Regions from separate parts of the Ovis canadensis genome. Here region 2 is linked to region 1. Evidence: chromatin contacts called from public Hi-C data. All regions are on one chromosome and are shown on one strand. Each heading gives the region's core, a stretch centred on a gene start, on an enhancer-like site or on the middle of the called end of the contact. The rest is flanking DNA. Distances are from core to core; before and after follow the strand shown.

The links. Hi-C and Micro-C count contacts between places; a contact is called where the count stands out from the background.
Region 2: a contact with region 1 is called in a Hi-C map of fibroblasts, with 2.9 times the contacts expected there. The contact joins the enhancer-like site here to the promoter of SF3B2 in region 1. A contact is called at or near these places in 2 of 2 Hi-C or Micro-C datasets (fibroblasts and lung).

What each region holds. Positions count from the first base shown.
Region 1 is chr21:60,393,655-60,396,354 of ARS-UI_OviCan_v2, reverse strand. SF3B2 (splicing factor 3b subunit 2) reads right to left here and starts at 1,299. Exons shown (of 22, transcript XM_069566312.1): 1 at 1,002-1,299; 2 at 784-830; 3 at 417-494. The coding sequence starts at 1,134.
Region 2 is chr21:60,469,974-60,472,673 of ARS-UI_OviCan_v2, reverse strand. All of the region lies in intron 1 of PACS1 (phosphofurin acidic cluster sorting protein 1), which reads right to left. It overlaps LOC138427075 (a long non-coding RNA gene), which reads left to right. Exons shown (of 4, transcript XR_011251884.1): 2 at 405-619. Among named protein-coding and RNA genes, the nearest start is that of PACS1, 61 kb to the right of the region's middle. Within about 2 kb of position 1,438, the one cell type or tissue checked has open chromatin away from gene starts, as enhancers often do. A contact at or near this core is called in fibroblasts, where this site is marked.

The DNA.
Region 1 (2,700 bases), core at 50-2,549:
GATCAGAAAAGACATGGAAATTGAGAGTATTTAAATAAATAAGACCCAGTGTGCCCCAATGACTGATTAAATATAAATGGTATGAAATTAAATCAGAGAGTAAGCCCTAATTTCTCATTGAATAACATGGGAACTCTGCACAGGGAGGGCAGAGAAGAGAGTGATTACTTCCAGCTGGGGAAGGATTATATCAGGTTTCCAGATATTTAAGCTGAATCTTAAATGACACATGAAATTTGGAGGAACTGACACTGAGAAAGGAAGTAAGAATCTGGACGAAGGAAGAACTGAAGAGTTCCCAGTTCTTTCATCAGTGTACCTCCCTGCCCAGTGGGCTAGGTGTATCCCCCTGTACGCTCAGAGGAGGAGCTACTCTGAGTAGAAAAGAATCTTATCAAGTGAGACAGTCTTCTTACCTGTGCTGACATAGGAGGAGGAGCAGCTTTGTCCCCATCTTCACCTCTCAGAACGGGACGATTCAGGACGATGCCAGTCTGTGAAAGTGAAAAGAATCTAGGGCAGTCTAAAAGGAGCTGGTGCATGAAACAGCGTTAGCTCTCGTCTATTCAACAAAATTTACCCAGTGACTATCTGCCAGAGCTCGGAATGGGCTCTGGGAAGAAACGATATATACAAAAGCAATTATAACACAGCAGATACGAAGCAGCCAAGACCCCACTTGCTGTACCGAGATTCGTAAACAACGAAGACCGAGTTGTAACGGGTCATTAATGCCTCCTGCAAACGCTCGGCCTATCCTCATGTCCCGCCACCAACACTTACTTGGCGAGTGTAAGCCTGCAATCGCTCCACAAGCTCCTCGCGACTCCCTGCTAAGCAAAGCACAGGATCAACGGGGTAGGTCAGGTCGAGCAGGCCAGCCTGCCCAAGTCAGGCCACCGCGGCCAGCCTCTAACCCCCGCCCCCGGGTCTCCGGGGTAACCAGCTCCGCTTCCCCGCAGGCCTGCACTTTCCTGCCCTTGACTTCCCATGCTCCTCACCCTGGATGGGAGCTCCGATCTCTGCTAATTTGGCCTGAAGCTCCTGGGCAGCCCAGGCACCATAGTGTCCAGGAGGCGGCGGCGGCGGCAGCTGCAACTCTCCCTTAGGAGGCTCCGGATGCTCGGCCGCCATCTTAGCCGCAGGAAGGCGCGCGACCAACCCGGAAGCTCGGACCAGCCTCCGGACCCACTTCCCGGAACTTCCGGTAGGGCGATACGCCACGTCCGCTCGAAGGTTGCCAGGCAGTTCCCATCAGGGCCTATCCCCTACCGTTCTCCAATGCTCCTTAGGCCGCCTGGTCGCGAAGCCTTCTGGGAGTTGTAGTGCACAGGTCACGATCTCTGCGGATTCAAATCCGGGAGGATCGCGGCCGGCCGCGACGCGGGGAACTCTGGAGGCCAGAGCCGGGGCGGGGCTGTGGGGAAAGCAGGTCCTGCCCGAAGGGCGTGCTTTCTGCATCTCACTGGCCTCAGCGCAGACCTCCCGCCTTGCGGCGCTACTCCCTGGTTGGACTTGAGAGGCCTGGACGCTCACGTTCTCCAGGGACTCGTTCCCCCGGCGGTCGCGCGCTGTGGGCGCCAAGCGGGAGTTTGCCGCCGATGCCTGTGATAAAACAGTGTCTGATTGTCTGCCCGCCCATCCCCGGCCCAGGCATGGATGAATGGGCTGAAAGGAGATCGGAGACGGGAACGAAGCCGGCCCTCCGGGCTGAGATCCAGCTGCCGACCTGGAGGAAGGGCCACACTAAAGCCCCTTTTTCCACCTTCCTGGCCGGCTCAAATGTCATCTACGTTAAACTGTCTCCCGCCTTTCCTGCTCTGGAGCGGCCAAACCTCTACCATTTGTTTTGAAATCTTTCTTGCCCTTTTCTGCACTTACAACTCCCAAGACATGAGTTTTTACGGTCTCACAGTACCTGGCGTTAGAAGTGCTCAATGAATTATTACTGAAAGGGGGGGAAAAAAAAAAAAGCAGTCTTAAGCGACAAGATTTGGATCCTTTTTTAGTCTTGAAAATAAACGCAGGGGAATTCCCTGGTGGTCCAGTGGGTCGAACTCAGTGCTTTCCCTGGGGAAACCCGGGTTCCATCCGCAGTCAGGTAACTAAGATCCCACAAGCCGCACCGCGAGGCCGAAAAAGAAAGAAAATAAACTCAGGACCTTTTCTTCCCTCATCCCCACCAGCTTACTGGCGCAGCAGACCCTGTCTGGTGCTCTCCTACCCCACCAGCGGCCTGTGCCCCTGAGGGAGGGATGGGCAGGTGGCCCTTGCTTGCCCCCTTCTGCTTCTCCCTGTCCTGATCAGTCAGTTCAGTTCATCTTCCCACCTCTGCCTCCAGCTCTGAGATCCCGTTCCCATTCCAGTGCTGCTGTCTCACAGACAGCCAGGTCGCAGCCAGTGTGCATGTATGTGTGTTGGATGAGAGAGCGGGGCAACTCAAAATGGTCTCTATTCCCTCTCCCCTCCCTCCACACCCACATCCCTCAGATCTTCTCTCTAGCAAGCTCTATTTCACGAATCACCCCCAACAGAGCAGTACCTGGGAGGAGGGAAAAAAGAATGGGAGGTCAGGTCCAGGGATAGACAAAGGACTGGGCCAGGAAGGTTGCTTGCAACCTAACCCTGGCAGGAAATTCTCTTTGCTCCTGCCCAAACCTAAACCCTCCCCCTTTTCATCACTACCATCATCCCAGTCTC
Region 2 (2,700 bases), core at 189-2,688, 76 kb before region 1:
AGTTCAACAGTAGTGAGACTGAACAACAAGGGGGCTGAGCCCAGGGGGCTATGGTCCATGGGGTAAAGAGCAAGACTGGCACCTGAGCAAACCTGAGAGCAAATGCCTCCTTAAATATTGCAGCCAGAGCTTCTCGTTGGACTTACCCTGGTCTCCATCCTGTACAGAGTGAGTCTATGGACCAGCAGCACCAGCATGGACTGGAGCCTTACTAGAAGTACAGAATCTTGGTCCAACTCCAGAGCTAGTGAGTCAGAATCTATACATCAACCAGATTCTCAGGTCATTCCTATGCACATTAAAGTTTGAGAAACAATGAAAATAAGGGATGTCCAAATAAAGTATTGCAAAAATACTAAAATTCCACGGTCTTTCTAACATATCATGTTGCATCTCTGCTACAGGAAAGAATTAACAGTGGCCTTCCACCGATGTTCAAAGGACAGCCCTACACTGGTCAGTATTTCTGTCACTCTTTTAATCGATGACCTGGATAACGACAGAAAAGAGGTGCTTATTAACCTGCAGATGGCACAAAGCAAGAAGCTGCTGGTGCAAGAAGCAAGAACCAGGCCATCCTGATGGGCCAGATGACAGGCTGAACAATGAACTATAATAAGTATATTAAAAGTTTTACATTTCAGCTAAAAATTTTAATAACAAGGGTATAAGAAGGGTGATGGCTTGCTTGGCAGCAAAACATATGAAAAATCCTGGGAATAAGTCCAAGGGTATATCACAAATTTAACACAAGGCATTTCAAATCAGTGGGAGAAAATGAATCATTTAATAAACGGTGTTAGAGTAACTGGGTACCTCACTGAAAAACAAATAAATTTGAAACTCCACCTCACATTTTATATCAAAATAAACTCCAGAAGGAATCAAAGATTTAAACATTAAAAACAAATCCATTAAAGTACAAGAAGAAAGTATGCAGAAAATACTTTTAAGATAACCTCAAAGTGAGTGAGGTCTTTCTAAGCGGGAACAAAATCCAAAGGATATAAAATCCAGAGGCTGTTTTTAAAATGTTGATACATTTTATTACTGTAAGAAAAAAAAGATCAGGACTTCCCTGGCAGGCCAGTGGTTAAGACTTAGCACTTCCAGTGCAGGGGGTACAGGTTTGATCCCTGGTGGAGTTACTAAGATCCTACATGCTGTGTGGCATGGCCAGAAAAGAAAAAACCAACCAAACAAACAAAACACCAAAGCAAACCCCCCAAAAATCTGCATGGTAAACACCACTATAAACAAAGCCTGAAGAAAAATGACAACATGAGGGGAAATTTGATAACTCAAAGATGTAGGGCTAAAAACTTCCCAAATCATCAAGAAAAAAGCCCAAAATGCCCAAGAGACAGCTCAGCCAAGAAAGACTCAGGAGGCTGAGGGCCGGCCTCCAGTAGCTGAAAGGCGTTCTTAGGGAAGAGTGAAAAAAACTGAGTCATAGGTTGCTATAAATGGCTGACTCGGGATTGATGGTGGAAATTCCCATGGGTTTAAATGTCAGCTGAACATACAGAAGAACTTTCTAAGAATTAGGCCAAGGCTAACTGGCCAACTTTTAGGAAATTTTTGGAAGGGAGGACCCCATAAGGTGGGAAACGAAGCAACATGATCTTTGAGGTTCCATCAAACTCCGAAATTATACAATCCTGTCCCAAAGATGACATCACCTCTGGAAAAGTTAACCGCACAAAATCAAACAACGTGAGGCACTCACAACGCCAGAAAGACTGGGAACCATGGTGCTCCTCACTTTCCACTCTAAGTACAGTGCTCTCTCGGGGAGGGGAAATAGGGGGACAGGATAAATGATTTATGGACTCATGACTGCTGTCCTCAGCAGTACTTTGAGGGGTTTTTTTTTGTGGTGAGGTGTTGGCCAATTCTGTTTCATTCATTACTCCTTCCCCTTCATTACTAAAAGCAAAAGAAGGGTTTTGAAAGAGAGTGAATTAGGGCTGGAGAGGTAAGTATGAGGTCTCAGCAGTGTCGTTCTTTGTTGCATAAAACTCATGATGCATAACCCATGAGAGATCTGTAGATGCCAACGTTGCTTTCTCTATAGTCTGATTATGAGCTGAAAAACACAAACAAAAATTCTTGCAAATGGGCTATATTCCAGAAGTGAGTTTTGCAAGTCGGCTGGGTAGAATTTGAAACAGCACTAAAAATGTGGGGAGCTGGAGAAGGAAGGCCAGGAGGAAGCAGGCTCCTCAGCCAGCCTCTCAGGCTGGACATGGTGAATCCACCAAGTGTCTGAGATATTGAGCATCAACACCTCTTCCGGGTAGCAGGAAATCCCACAGGAATACTTGTACTTGATAAGGTAAAGTGAAATTGAAGAAGCGTTTTATTTATTTTGAATTCTAATACCGTGGACAAAGCAAATTTAGTTGAAGGAGGTTGAGAGCAGGAACAAAAATCTATTAAGATTCTGAAGGGAGGGACTTCCCTGGTGGTCCAGTGGCTAAGACTCCGTGCTCCCAAAGCAGGGGGCCCGCGGTTCCATCCCTGGTCAGGGAACTAGATCCCACAAGCCCCAACTAAGAGTTCACATGCCACAACCAGAAAGATCCTGTGTGCCACAGCAAAGACCGGTGCCGCCAAACAAATAAATAAATATTAAAAAAAGGAAGAAAGACTCTGAAAGCAGCTCTTGACGGACCCCCAAGAGCTCTAGAAGTTGGC